Regions from separate parts of the Pan troglodytes genome. Here region 1 is linked to region 2. Evidence: chromatin contacts called from public Hi-C data. All regions are on one chromosome and are shown on one strand. Each heading gives the region's core, a stretch centred on a gene start, on an enhancer-like site or on the middle of the called end of the contact. The rest is flanking DNA. Distances are from core to core; before and after follow the strand shown. Region 1 overlaps MEF2A (myocyte enhancer factor 2A). Region 2 has its middle 160 kb from the start of MEF2A.

Region 1 (3,130 bases), core at 124-2,623, 300 kb before region 2:
ACAGTGAATACTTAATAAAGGACCTCGCCTTTTCCCCCCAAATTGGCGGCAATCCACAAAAATATACTTTTTAATCTGGTGACCATACAATACATAGGTACTTACATCAAAGGTGATAATATATTTAAGATGCTATATACACAAAGAGTTTGGCTCAACTTTTAATTTACATTTAGAATAAGTGTTCATGGCTTTTTTTTTCCAAGGTTCTGCTTGCAAGATATTTTTGTTTTCCCCTCTTAAAATAAAACTAAAGAGTTAAACCAAGATAAAGCTATTCTCTAAAAAAAAGTTACAACATATAGCTTTGGCTTATATAAATAATTCATAGCAGAATGTGTTCAAAAGTAGTGAATATAATTTTATATATAGTCATCAATTCATAAGGGTGTTTTCTTTCATATAAAATATACATGAGCTAAAATCAGTTTCTTTAATTTTTAAGATATGAATGTAAAAAGAAACTTCTGACATATTCCAATTATAACTTAATATATTAATTTTACTTTGTTAATGCTCTATATTTCTAGGCTAGTATTTTCTGAATATCTCATGCGTGTTTTCTATTCTCTTTCTTTATTAGCTAAAGATCACTTCTTGACCCAATACATTTTTGCACGTGCAAAACAGTTATGTGTGGGGCTTTTTTGTTTTGTTTGTTTTTAATATCAACAGCCCTTTCCCATGCAACCCTTTGCAACAGACACCCATGCCAGGTTGGAAAATATAAATGACATTTTATGTACAGTATTGCTTTCTTGGTTCCTGCTTTTCCACTGCTCTGTTCTACAAAGCATTTTCTCTTAAGTAACTACAGTCACCGCACAGTTAAATAAAACAAGTAGGGGGCCCTCTAGGTTTCTGCAAGCTAGTGTGGGAGAATTATATATGGGTACACGTTTCTCTGCAAAAACTGGTTATCTTTATGAAACAAGTAGTCCAAGGAAGTGCCAGACTTGTCTGTGCCTACAGGGTGCTTTGTCTGCCATGGGACACACATCTGCAGACCTACAAGGAGTTTGCAGGTAAGTGCCTGATTCTGTGTATGTAACACACACCCACACATACACACACACTCACACCCACATACATATATATGTAAAGGGATATATATATATGTATGTACATATAAATATATTTAACTCATGTCCTTATTTACCGATTTAGATATGTAGGGCAGGTCACTGCAGTAACACAAAAGTACAAACATCAGCTTGGAAGCCTTAGGTCACCCACGCGTCCATTCTCATTCGCTTTACAGAAGGGCTTTCTCTGTCCTCAGTGTTTGGGGGTCGGCCAAGCACAATTGGAGAATGGAAGTCGCCCCGTGGATCCTCCCGATCACTGCCATCATAGGAGCTACTAGAGCTGCTCAGACTGTCCACAGGGGAGCGCCCCATTTCCTGTCGGGGCTGGGGCTGCGGGGGTTGTGGCTGGGGCTGCGGTGGCGGCGGCGGCTGCTGCTGCTGCTGCTGCTGGAAGCCCGATGGGGTCATACGATCCCGAGGAGGTGAAATCGGTTCGGACTTGATGTTGATGTTTTGGTTGGTATTAATGGATAAATTGGAACCCTGAGATAACTGCCCTCCAGCACTGAAGGAAAAAAAAGAGAGAGGTCAGATGGCTTGCAAGTACCTCTGCAAAACTGGGATGATACAGTAGAGACACTGCCTGATGGAAAAGGGCCCAGAGTCTGAAATCTTATCAGAGTTCCCCAAGACTGGTTTGGGTCGTTTCCTTCAGTGCTTGGCACAAAAGGAAATCCCATCTTCCTAGGAGGAAAGAAAACAGTACCGTTGAGCCCTTACGTTACTTGGTTCTGTTACCCACAACGTTGGTACTTTTGCAGCTAAAGTATACGAAACAATGTCAGTGTCTTAATGCTGTGCAGGGACCAGAAAGACAGAGGAACAGCAGCCTCATCTGCTCACTGCCTCTTCTTCCTCAGCATCTGCTCCCCAACTGCTCTGGCCCTGTGACAGGGCACAACATCGCTCATCCTCGCAACACCTCGAAGGTGCAAGTCATACCACCCCATTTTCCAGAGGAGGAAATGAGGAGCTGGCTGAGAGCAGTAGAGGAGGATGCAAGCAGGCTGTTCCCCAGGCCTGGGCTCTGAGCCCTTTCCACTTGCTTTTCCAGGACCATTTCTAGTGCATTCATTTAGGATGCTCAGGATAGGCCTGAGGGCCAAATCCTGTGTAGGCAAATTTCCCTGAGATACTCTGCTGCTTTTTCCATGACATAATTCCTAAGAAGACCACTGACAACCATCCTCACTGTGCAGTTACTTCAGAATGGATGAGGGAAAGGGACTGCTGAGCTCAGGCTCTCTGGGGACTTCCTGGGCAGAGGCTAGGGGCCTGGGGTATTCCTACTGCCCAGAGCACAGGCAAGGCAGCCAGTCTTCATGGAGGCCAGCTGGGTCTGCTATGTTGTCCCCTCTCTTGGGACACTCTCCTCCAACTGCTCCATGGGTCTGCTGTCATCCTGGTTCCACAAAAGCCCTGTTCTTTCTCCCTGCTGTCAGGGATGTCTGGCCTCATCTGGGCGCCACTGTAAATTCTCTTTGCTTATATCCTTACAGCCTGCCCATAGGGAACGTTCTCTTTGTGAATGAGGTTTGGTGTGTGCATTGGGCTGGGATCAGTCACACAAATCCTATGGAGCCTGACTGATATATAAGACACCCTGTCCCCAGTTTTCCTTCCCTGTGGCCCAGGGAGAAAGCAACAGGTCCAGCTTGTCTTCCTATTCTTGTCTACAGATACTCACCGAAGCAGTCAATGGCAAGGGTGGCAGGGGGTCCTGAATGCCTACAGGCTGCCTTTCAAGCAGTGCAGCCAGAGGCAGGTGCTTGGGGGCAGGGGTGCAGCAGGCAGCTTCATCACTGGTCAGAGGGCAGAAGGATGGTGCATGTGGGTGGTATCTGTGCCTTCAGACCCCTTCAGATCCTGGTTGAGTCTCTCTACCTCAGGATGTCCCTATGGGAGAAGCCTTGCTCCCCAAATCCCTTCAAGGAATGCCTAGTTTGTCAGTATCCAAGCTACTGTCTAGAGCCATGTAAGAAAATATTTTCTCCCGACACTTGTATCTACCTGAAAAGGAATCATTACAGGATTCCTCACAC
Region 2 (3,469 bases), core at 451-2,950:
CTTCCTTCATGGTGGCAAAATGGTGGCAGCTGTCCCAGGCCTCAAACCCGCCCAGATGTCCAGAGACAAGGGAGGTGTTTCTTTCCTTGGCTCACTCTGAAGAGCAAGGAACCATTTTCACATCTCACTGTCTCAAACTAGGTCACACGCCCACCTCGAAGCCACTGGAGCTGCAACTCTGGGGCCCAGGGTAATGCCTGTGCTGACTGGCTCAAGCCTGGATTCCTCCACCAATCACAGTGCCCAAGACAGTGGGATGCTGCTTGGCCAGTCAGGCTCAGCCCTGGCCCAGGGATGCTTGGGGCAGGCCTGGGGAGAGGGGAGGGAGCTGGTGGACAACAGCAGAGGAACCCGAGCTCTAAAACGAGAGGACATTAGTCAAACACCAGAAAATCAAACTCTGTGGGCCTTTGCCTTAGGGCTGGGCAGCTAGGCTGACTGGTGGCTGTGTCCTAACATGGATCCTTCCTTTAGGATGCATCCTGGCTGGCCTGCACTTGGCACCTTACCTGATGCAGAGTGGTGATGGCTGGAGATGGAACCCCTCTGTTGTGGGCCACCTCCCCAAGGTTGACTAGGTCTTCAGAGACCCTTGGGAAACCATAGCTTTGGTTTATTTTATTTGTTTTTTTTATTTATTTAATTTTTTTTTTTTGAGACAGAGTCTCATTCTGTCACCCATCCTGGAGTGCAGTGGTGCGATCTCAGCTCCCTGCAACCTCCGCCTCCCAGGTTCAAGCAATTCTCTTGCCTCAGCCTCCCAAATAGCTAGGATTACAGGCATGTGCCACCGCACCAGGCTAATTTTTCTATTTTCTTTCTAGTAGAGATGGGGTTTCACCATATTGGTCAGGCTGGTCTCAAACTCCTGGCCTCAAGTGATCCACCCGCCTCAGCCTCCCAAAGTGCTGGAATTATAGGTGTGAGCAGTGACTGCACCAGGCCACTCTGTCAATTTTATATTTATGAAGCCATCTGAGGGTAGGTTTGACTCACATCTCAGACAAACAGCCCCAGGTGAAGAAAGGGATGTGTTATGGGCACTGGAGGCTGACATCCAGCCCACCTCTGTTCCTGATGGGCACAGCAGCCTCTCACACAGCACCAGGCAGGCACCGAGGTCCCCTGCCCATAACCTACAGCTTGCAGAGGGGGCATTTACAATAGAGCTGTTCTAGAAGGCCTCCCATTAAGTGGGGCCCCACTCACCAGGTGGCTGCTGGGGTGGCATCCAGGGTGCCCATCAGGCCCATGTTCTGGGTGATGCCTTTTTTTTTTTTTTTTTTTTAAGACACAGTCTCACTCGTGTCACCCAGGCTGGGGTGCAGTGGTGTGATTTCAGCTCACTGCAACCTCCGCCTCCTGGGTTCAAGCAATTCTCCTGCCTCAGCCTCCTGAGTAGCTGGGATTACAGACGCCCGCCACCATGCCTGGCTAATTTTTTTGTATTTTTAGTAAAGACGGGGTTTCACCATGTTGGCCAGGCTGGTCTTGAACTCCTGACCTTGGGTGATTCGCTGGCCTCGGCCCCTCAAAGTGCTGGGATTACAGGCGTCAGCCACCATGCCCGGCCCTGGGTGATGCTTTTGATGAGCACAGATTTAAGATGCCTTTAAACAGGAAGGCAGCAGCTTCCCTCTGGCAGCTGGGGACACGGGAGGAGCAGGAAGAGCAGCAATCTCCAGCCCAGCCCTGGCTCTGGAGCTCCCTCTACCCCTTGCCAGTATTAGGTGCTAGGTGCTTTTCAGGGTGCCACGGCCGTCACCATGACCCAGATCAGGACACAGTGCTGTGTATGTGTCACTGGCACCAAAAACTTTTCTGCAGCCCTAAACCAGCATACAGAATATGCTCTCAGCTTCAAATCAGGCAAATGTGCCTTGTTTTTTTATATCTTTAAGTGACATTATCATTAAAGTGATCGTGTTGTGCTCTGGAAGGAAAGGCACTCCTTGGCCAGACACTGCCTCAGAGTCAGCAAATGCTGGCCATTTCTGGGGAGGACAGGCGGCAGCCAGGAGCTCAGGGGAACCATGCACAAAACTTATCCACAGGGCCTCATCTCAGCAATGCTAAGTAAGTGAAAGCACAGTTGAAGAACAATATTATCCGTGCAATGCCCACAAAACCATACTATATAAGATGCGCAACATTTACGAGTGCAAACATATAGAAAATAAAGAGAGACCCCAGACTACCATCAGCAAGAGCGGCTGCAGCTGGTGAAGGGCCTGGAGGCTGGGTGGGCACAATATTAGCTCCACCATTAATATTGTTTATTCTTTCCACCACCTCCCTGGGGCAGCTGGGAGTGGAAGCCTGGCTGCACAGCGAGATGTGGTTTGATGTCTGACCTTGTTTTGGGTTTAAAGGCATCCAAGTAACTTGTCTCAGCACTTAGAAGTGCATCGGAGCCAAATGTCTCCAAAACTGGGCTTCGAGCCATAAGGAGAAAAAAGGAGGCCGCAGGCTTGGCAGGAGTGTGATGTGAGCGGAGGCTGGAATCAGCCCCTTGGGAATGCTATCTCTCTGGGGACAGGAGGAGGGCTTTCCTATAGCACCCCTCTCCCTCCAGCCAACTCAGCTCCAGGGAGTGAAGATAAATACTGAGCCACACCCAAGAGAGGGAGGGAGTGGGCAGGAGGGAGTGGGCAGAGTTTGGGGGATGGCGGGGAATGGGGAGAAGGTTTCCTTTTGAGGCCTTGTCATATACCAGGCACATTTCATTATATTATTCCTTAAAAAAATCCGAGGAGAATCTCTTCGTCGTCTCCCTTTATAAGATCAGGAAATGAGGCTTAGAGAGGCTGAGGGGCATGGCAGGGCTGGGGGCAAACACATGCCATCTAGCTGCAAAGCTGTGCCCCCTCCAGGGCAAAGGTGGCTCTGGACTTCAGGGGCAGCAGAATGTGGTGGTGCCAGTGACTAGGACCTGGGGACCGTCACCTCCAGAGTCAGCCTCATCAGCCTACAGGAAGTCTCAACGCTCCCTCAGCAGCTTCTGTGGTTCTCTGGCTGCAGGGCTAGGTCCTCAAAGCCCAGCCCTTCTGAATCGGAGTCCAGGGCTCGAGAGGTCTGCAAATGGGAAGCAGGGTCCGGGGAGCACCCCATGGAGGCAGACACGTGCCCATGCCGCAGGCCCAGCACACCTGCCTTAGGTGGGATTTATGACAACCCAGAGACCCTCCAGCCTGACCTGAGGCTGTGTGCAAAGATACACGTGCTTTGATTATCAAGAAAAATGGGACAGTAAAGTAGCTGTTACTTAATACATGCAGGTTTCCAAGGCAGATAAAACCTTTCAGGCACGTGAGGCCCAGGGCAGGTCTTGGGGAGCAGCCATCAAAAGGTCTTGGTGGAGACCCTGGGCAGAATCCACCAGCTCCTCTGTCTGAGCCCTACCTGCCCGAAGGCTGGAAGCAGCAGCTTTCAGCTCATCACCCTCAGCCCTTGTGTTGCCCAAGGTCCC

What was found. A called contact is a pair of places that touch in the nucleus more often than the background predicts.
Region 1: a contact with region 2 is called in a Hi-C map of induced pluripotent stem cells, with 1.8 times the contacts expected there. The contact joins two enhancer-like sites. A contact is called at or near these places in 3 of 7 Hi-C or Micro-C datasets (induced pluripotent stem cells and stem cell-derived neural progenitor cells).

The regions. Positions count from the first base shown.
Region 1 is chr16:91,524,679-91,527,808 of NHGRI_mPanTro3-v2.0_pri, reverse strand. MEF2A (myocyte enhancer factor 2A) reads right to left here. Exons shown (of 11, transcript XM_016927526.4): 11 at 1-1,593. The coding sequence ends at 1,224. Among named protein-coding and RNA genes, the nearest start is that of LYSMD4, 21 kb to the left of the region's middle. Within about 2 kb of position 1,373, at least 9 of the 24 cell types and tissues checked have an H3K27ac peak or open chromatin away from gene starts, as enhancers often do. A contact at or near this core is called in induced pluripotent stem cells, where this site is marked.
Region 2 is chr16:91,221,527-91,224,995 of NHGRI_mPanTro3-v2.0_pri, reverse strand. No RefSeq gene overlaps it. Among named protein-coding and RNA genes, the nearest start is that of MEF2A, 160 kb to the left of the region's middle. Within about 2 kb of position 1,700, at least 6 of the 24 cell types and tissues checked have an H3K27ac peak or open chromatin away from gene starts, as enhancers often do. A contact at or near this core is called in induced pluripotent stem cells, where this site is marked.